Regions from separate parts of the Danio rerio genome. Here region 2 is linked to region 1. Evidence: chromatin contacts called from public HiCAR-type data. All regions are on one chromosome and are shown on one strand. Each heading gives the region's core, a stretch centred on a gene start, on an enhancer-like site or on the middle of the called end of the contact. The rest is flanking DNA. Distances are from core to core; before and after follow the strand shown.

The links. HiCAR-type assays count read pairs that join an accessible place to other places.
Region 2: a contact with region 1 is called in a HiCAR-type map of caudal fin, with 8 times the contacts expected there. The contact joins two enhancer-like sites. A contact is called at or near these places in 3 of 18 Hi-C or Micro-C datasets (caudal fin, embryo and an unstated tissue) and 1 of 4 datasets of contacts at active chromatin or transcription factors (caudal fin).

Annotation. Positions count from the first base shown.
Region 1 is chr9:57,385,792-57,389,725 of GRCz12tu, reverse strand. The region is part of intron 1 of tbl1x (transducin beta like 1 X-linked); the gene reads left to right. Among named protein-coding and RNA genes, the nearest start is that of tbl1x, 8.4 kb to the left of the region's middle. Within about 2 kb of position 2,300, at least 40 of the 62 cell types and tissues checked have an H3K27ac peak or open chromatin away from gene starts, as enhancers often do.
Region 2 is chr9:57,600,741-57,604,674 of GRCz12tu, reverse strand. No RefSeq gene overlaps it. Among named protein-coding and RNA genes, the nearest start is that of nlgn4xb, 63 kb to the left of the region's middle. Within about 2 kb of position 2,009, at least 4 of the 62 cell types and tissues checked have an H3K27ac peak or open chromatin away from gene starts, as enhancers often do.

The DNA.
Region 1 (3,934 bases), core at 1,051-3,550:
TTATGGTGTTCAGAAATACTATAATTTACTATGGCATTATAAATAATCACTGTGCAAAACAATAGAACACAACCAGCTTTGCTATATTTTCAGCATAAATGTGATGCGTCTGGTTTATCAGCTACTAAAGGAATATAAAAACAGTATTACTTTTAATTGGTACAGTAAAATTTTGTTTCAGTCCAGTGTGCTTATGATGATTCTCGATTGTAATCTCCACTCATCTTCATATGGAGGTCACGTCCACTCCCACGCTACTTCTGGTTGCGCTGTTATAAATAGCTTTAGATTTGCACAGAGTTGTAAATCATTATGAATTGACGGAGCTAATGGTTAATAGGATTGCAGTGGGAGAGTTGTGGTCTCGGGATTTTCTCCAGGATTTGAGCAAAGCCTTCGGCATTCACTGCAAATCCAAATCCGTCTGAAAGAGTGATGCTGGGATGGCCTACTTCTGAAACTAGCCAGCTAGTGTCTAGAAAAACCTCACGTCTTGGCTTGTTTAATACTTTACTTTATGATAACACCATATTTAGGACAAAATAGATTGCATGTCTAGTTTATATTCATCTTCATAGTTCGGTTCAGGTTTATTCGTATAGCGCTTTTCACAATAATGATTGTTGTTCCAATGTAAAAAGCAATTAGTTAAATTTACATGAAAAATAATTACTTTAACTTTAATAATTGATTTTTACAGTGTGAAGGGCAGACAACATATGTAAACAGTATATACAGTCACCGGCCACTTTATTAGGTACACAGTACTAGTACTAGATTGGACCTACTTTTGCCTTCAGATCTGTCTTAATCCTTTGTGGCAGAGATTCGGTGTGCTCTTCTGCTGCTGTAGCCCATCCGCCTCAAGGTTGGATGTGTTGTGTGTTCAGAGATGCTCTTCTGCAGACCTCGGTTGTAACCTGAAGTAAAGTGAAACGGCTATACGTTGTGTTTGCTAGCCTCACGCATCATGCACCTGTCAGTCAGCACGTAACCTTAAAGGGTTAAACAAATGATGCACAGCACTAAACGGTTACAGAAAAGTTTGCGCTGTTATATGTCACTTACCCTTTAATACATTTTGGTGCGATTTTAACCCGCTAATAAAAAATAAAATGTTTTGAATGAGAAGCTGTAATGTAGCTTGGCGGGATGAATTTTGGCTTGGCGCCCGGCCATAGAAGAATGAATGTAGCGGAAACCATGACAGTAATTTATAAATAATATTGATGCATATTAAATACAGAAGAAGTCTGCCTTGTAGTTTTCTGCAGTTGGTTTTATTTGGGTTGTAAAGTCAATCTTTCTTCCTCAATGCGTTTCTGTTTATTAATTTAGCAGATACTTTTGTCAAAAGGGACTTACAAATGAGTCATCCATTGTGAAAAGGCAAGACTTTTTGCTTTTGTTTAGTCTTATTTTTTATTTGTTTTTTCTTTTGTTTTTGTAAATTTTTGCTTTATTTTAAATTATAATTTTTTGTTATTTTTTTATTTTTTATTTTATTTTCTATTTAGTTTTTAGGTTTGTTTGTTATTTTATTTCATTTTATTTTCATTATTTTTTATGTATTTGTTTATTTTTTATTTTATTTAAATTTCTTTATTTCTGTTTTGTTTTGGTGTTTTTATATATTTAAATTATTATTATTATTTTTTGGTATTTTTGTATTAAATTTTAATGTTTTATTTAGTTTTCGTTTATATTATTACAAATAGTAATATTTGTTGTTTTTTTTTTGTTATTTTTATTTTATTTTCTATTTAGTTTTTTTAGGCTTATTTGTTATTTTATTTTCATTTAATTTATTTTATATGTAGTTTTGGTTTATTTGTTGTTTAATTTAAATCATATTGTCTATTTAGTTATGTTTTTTTATTATTTAAATTTTCTCTGTAGTTTTGTCTGTTTGTTTTTTGGCTTAATTTATTTTTATTTTATTTTATATTTAGTTTTTAGGCTTATTTGTTTAATGTATTTTTTTCTATTTAGTTTTGGTTTATTTCAATTTAATTTTCTATTTAGTTATGGTTTGCGTTTTATTTTATTTAAATTTCTTTGATTTTCTATTTAGTTTTGGTATTTAGTTTTTTACAATTTTTAATTTATTCTTTTTCTTCAGTTTAGTCCTTATTTCATTTCATTTAATTTCTTTATTTCTTTATTTATTTTTGCTAATAATGATCAGTGGTTTGTCCAGCTGTGAGTGGTGTGCAGCATGAGTGATGAGTGTACCATGGATGTGTTGCTTGTGGTTCATCTGCTGTGCCACTCAGGAGAAAATGGCTGCTGTTTGCAGGTTTTACCGCACATCTGTCAGCCGTGACCAGCCAGGAGAAAATGAGCTCTGTGTCTCTGCTGCTTCATTCAGTTTCTGCCACATTCACCACACTGCCTTTTCTTTGCTGACAGTTTTTATTTTTCCATTATCTATTAACTGAGATTATGTTCATTAAACAGGGTTGTTTTTGTTGTTAATGTCTTTTTTAAGGACATGCTGACATTAACAGTTTCATTACTTCTGTGTTCTTTGGGTAATCTTTTGGTTTTGTGGCTGTTTTTAAGGACCCTGTAGGCTAGATTTTCATAGTAGATGACACTTTAGGCTAGTTTTAAATAGTGCTCTAGGCTAGTTTTAACAGTAGACAATGCTCTAGGCTAGTTTTAACAGTAGACGACGCTCCAGGCTTGTTGTAAAAGTAGATGACCCTCTAGGCTAGTTTTAACAGTAGACTGCACTCTAGGCTTGTTTTAACAGTAGATGGTGCTCTAGGCTAGTTTAAACAGTAGACAACGCTCTAGGTTAGTTTTAAATAGTACTCTAGGCTAGTTTTAACAGTAGATGATGCTCTAAGCTAGTTTTAACAGTAAACAACGCTGTAGGTTAGTTTTAAATACTACTCTAGGCGATGTAACAGACAACGCTCTAGGCTAGTTTTAAAAGTAGATGATGCTCTAGGCTAGTTTAAACAGTATATGGCACTCTAGGCTAGTTTTAACAGCAGACGACGCTTTAGGCTAGTTTTAACAGTAGACCATACTCTAGACTAGTTTTTAACAGTAGACGACGCTCTAGACTAATTTTAACAGCAGACAGTGCTCTAGGCTAGTTGTAACAGTAGACTGCGCTCTAGACTAGTTTTAACAGCAGACGACGCTCTAGACTAGTTTTAACAGCAGATGACGCTCTAGGCTAGTGTTAAATGTAAATGACAATTTAGGCTAGTTTAAACAGTAGTTGACGCTCTAGGCTAGTTTAAACGGTAGACGACGCTCTAGGCTAGGTTTAAATGTAGATGACACTTTTGGCTAGTTTTAAATGTAGATGACAATTTAGGCTAGTTTAAACAGTAGATGACGCTCTAGGCAAGTTTTAAATGTAGATGACACTTTAGGCTAGTTTTAAAAGTAGATGACTCTTTAGGCTAGTTTAAACAGTAGACGGCGATTCAGGTTAGTTTTAAATAGTGCTCTAGACTAGTTGTAACAGTAGACGGTGCTCTAGTTAAGTTTTAAATGGCGCTCTAGGCTAGTTTAAACAGCAGACGACGCTCTAGGCTAGTTTTAAATGTAGATGACACTCTAGGCTAGTTTAAAGTAGATGACGCTCTAGGTTAGTTTTAAAAGTAGATGAATCTTTAGGCTAGTTTAAACAGTAGACGATCCAGGTTAGTTTTAAATCGTGCTCTAGACTAGTTGTAACAGTAGACGGTGCTCTAGTTAAGTTTTAAATGGCGCTCTAAGCTAGTTTAAACAGCAGACGATGCTCTAGGCTAGTTTTAAATGTAGATGACACTCTAGGCTAGTTTAAACAGTAGACGACGCTCTAGGTTAGTTTTAAATAGTGCTCTTGGCTAGTTGTAACAGTAGACGGTGCACAGGGCCAACCGAACTCTCGTCTCCTCCACCAGCTGTGGGAAAAGCCATTATAACA
Region 2 (3,934 bases), core at 760-3,259, 220 kb before region 1:
TATTTAACATCACGTCTTCAAATAATTCTTGATCTAAATATGACTGACAAGAGTTTTGATTGAAGATAGAAACTACTGTATTTTCCGCTCAATTACACGTAGCTGTTTTCTGTAAGTCATGCATGAGGAAAGCACATCACATGCTTACATTATAAATATATTACATTATTTCTGCACAGGAAAAAAGCTAAATGAAACAGTAGCGTGTCACAGAATAACCCCTAACACCTGGGCATGTGATTTAATTTAGTCTCCAGGAAGCCGAGAGCCTTCTTCTCCTCCACAGGTCATAATATAGTGTGGATGAAGCGTCTCGGATTTCCCTGCTCTATTGCATTATCTGCAGGAGTCTGGAAGGAGACACAAACACGGCTTCTGCTTGACCTGCTCCAACACTGAGATCAAGCTCAGCTGGAGATCCACATCATTCCAGAGCAGATGAACACACACACACACTCCAGGCTCCAGCGGATCGCCTCCTGAACACACACATCAAGAAAACTAAGGAGATTTTTTTAAACGTACTATAGTAAAATGTACACATTACAGTATTTACAGTTCTTTGGTAATGAATGCTTCAAATACTGTGGTATTAACTATAGTGAACCGATCAACTGTAATAAACAGGATGACTAAAACAGATCAATCAATAAATTACTTGTTTTACCATAGCAACTATAGAATCACTGCAACAGATCAATTAATGTGTTACCATAGCAACTGTTTAGTCACGACAATAGATCAATTATTATAGTACTTATGTTACCATAGCAACTATAGAATCACAACAGAACAATGCATGTGTTACCATAGCAACTATAGAATCGCCATAACTGATCAATTTATGTGTTACCATAGCAATTTTATAATCACTACAAACGGATCAATCAATACAGTACTTGTGTTACCATAGCAACTATAGAATCACCACAACAGATCAATTAATATGTTACCATAGCAACTATAGAATCACAACAAATTAATGAATGTGTTACCATAGCAACCATAGAATCACCACAACTGATCAATTAATATAGTTGTTGTGTTACCATAGCAACAATAAAATCACCACAACAGATCAATTACTAAAGTTGTTGTGCTACTATAGCAACTATAGGATCACCACAACAAATCCATTAATGTGTTACCATAGCAACTATATAATTACCACAACAGATCAAGCAATACAGTACTTGGGTTACCATAGCAACTACAGAATCACCACAACAGATCTATTAATGTGTTACCATAGCAATTGTAGAATCACTTCAATAGATCAAATAATGTTACCATAACAACAATAGAATCACCTCAACAGATCAATTACTGTAGGTGTTGTTACCATAGCAACTATAGAATTACTACAACAGATCAACTAATGTGTTACCATAGCAACTACAGAATCACCACAACAGATCAATTACTGTAGGTGTTGTTACCATAGCAACTATAGAATTACTACAACAGATCAACTAATGTGTTACCATAGCAACTATAGAATCACCACAACAGATCAATTACAATAGTCGTTGTTACCATAGCAACTATAGGATCACTACAACAAATGTGTCACCATAGAAACTATAAAGCTCAATTAGTATAGTACTTGTGTTACCATAGCAACTATAGAATCACCACAACAGATCAATTAATTCAGTTCTTGTTGTTACCACAGCAAACATAGTATTACCCGTGAATGTGTGAACATGGCCTTAGTCTTTTTTATTTGCTACATTGTAAATAGCTCACATTGATACCTGATTTTACAGTGTAAATACCTACAAATGATCCTTTAGATTACTTTAGAAAAGTGCAATAATTACAGCACTAATTACTCCTCATCGCACCCAACACTGGTGCTGATGTAGAAAAGCTGGTGATCTGGTGTCAGACACAGTTACTGAAGCACTCTTCTAAAGGCCGGGACCTGGGATGGAGCAATATCCTCTGGCTCTGCTTCTTGGCTCCGGCTCTTCTCATTTATTTTAATACAGATCTGGCAACCCTCCACTGGGAAGGTAATCCAGAGGAGCCTGACTCCTGAAGCCCACGATGAATCAGTCCATTACAGTTCAATAAAAGTGCACAATCGCTGCTTTCTGCTCCACTTGGCCAGGACAGCAGCGGAGGGGCGGCGGCGGGGGGTCCGCGACCACCCCGGCCATAAAAACACAGCCATTCTGTTAGCTGGAGACAATGTGGAGAAATAATGAAGCGCTTTACTTCCAATTACAGCACAAGAGCTTCATTATTAACCGCAGGTATGAGTCCACATCCGTCCTGTAAAAGAAGGAAAACCGTAAATGTCTCCAGTCATTCGGTCACATCATGAAAAAGAGATGAATTGAACAGGGTTGCCAGATTGGGTTGTCTGGTTAGAGTGATATAGTTCTTAATATAGTGAAGTGTTTTGTACTATTGTAGTATTAGCAATGCTCCAGCACTGAACTGATCAGCTGTAATGAATACTGTAGTTTAGTTTTTACAACAGTAACTGTAGTGTATTGTAGTATATTACACCTTATAGTAACACTAGAGTATTGGGTCATTTGTTTATATTAACATAGTTGCTGTGTTACCATAGCAACTGCAAAACCACAACAGATCAATTACTATAGTTATTGTGTTACCATAGCAACTATAGAATTACCACAACAGTTCAATTAACATATTACTTGTGTTACCATAGCAACTATAGAATCACTGCAAAAGATCAATTAATGTGTTACCATAGCAACTATAGAATCACGACAGAACAATTAATTATAGTTCATGATACCATAGCAACTATAAAATCACCGCAATAGATCAATTAATATAGCACTTGTGTTACCATAGCAACTATAGTATCACTGCAACAGATCAATTAATGTGCTACCATAGCAACAATAGAATCACTGCAACTGATCATTTACTGTAGTTGTTGTATTACCATAGCAACTGTAGAATCATCACAACAGATCAATCAATATAGTACTTGTGTTACCATAGCAACTACAGAATCACCATAACAGATCAATCAATATAGTACTTATGTTATCATAGCAACTATAGAATCACCACAACAGATCAATCAATATAGTACTTGTGTTACCATAGCAACTATAGAATCACCACAACAGATCAACTAATAATAGTTCTTGTGTTACCATAGCAACTATAGAATCACCACAACAGACCAACTAAAAATAGTAATTGTGTTACCATAGCAACTATAGAATCACCTCAACAGATCAACTAAAAATAGTACTTGTGTTACCATAGCAACTATAGAATCACCTCAACAGATCAACTAATAATAGTACTTGAGTTACCATAGCAACTATAGAATCACCTCAACAGATCAACTAATAATAGTTCTTGTGTTACCATAACAACTATAGAATCACCACATTAGATCAATCAATATAGTACTTGTGTTACCATAGCAACGATAGAATCACCACAACAGACCAACTAATAATAGTACTTGTGTGACCATAGCAACTATAGAATCACCTCAACAGATCAACTAATAGTAGTTCTTGTGTTACCATAGCAACTATAGAATCACCACAACATACCAACTAATAATAGTACTTGTGTTACCATAGCAACTATAGAATCAGCACAACAGATCAACTAATAATAGTAATTGTGTTACCATAGCAACTATAGAATCACCACAACAGATCAACTAATAATAGTTCTTGTGTTACCATAGCAACTAAAGAATCACCACAACAGATCAATCAATATAGTACTTGTGTTACCATAGCAACTGTAGAATCACTATAATAGATCAATTAATAATAGTACTTATGTTACCATGGCAATTATAGAATCACCACAACAGATCAACTAATAATAGTTCTTGTGTTGCCATAGCAACTATAGAATCACCACAAGTATTTTACTATAGTATCGTTCAAAAGCTCTGTATTCACCAGTGGTG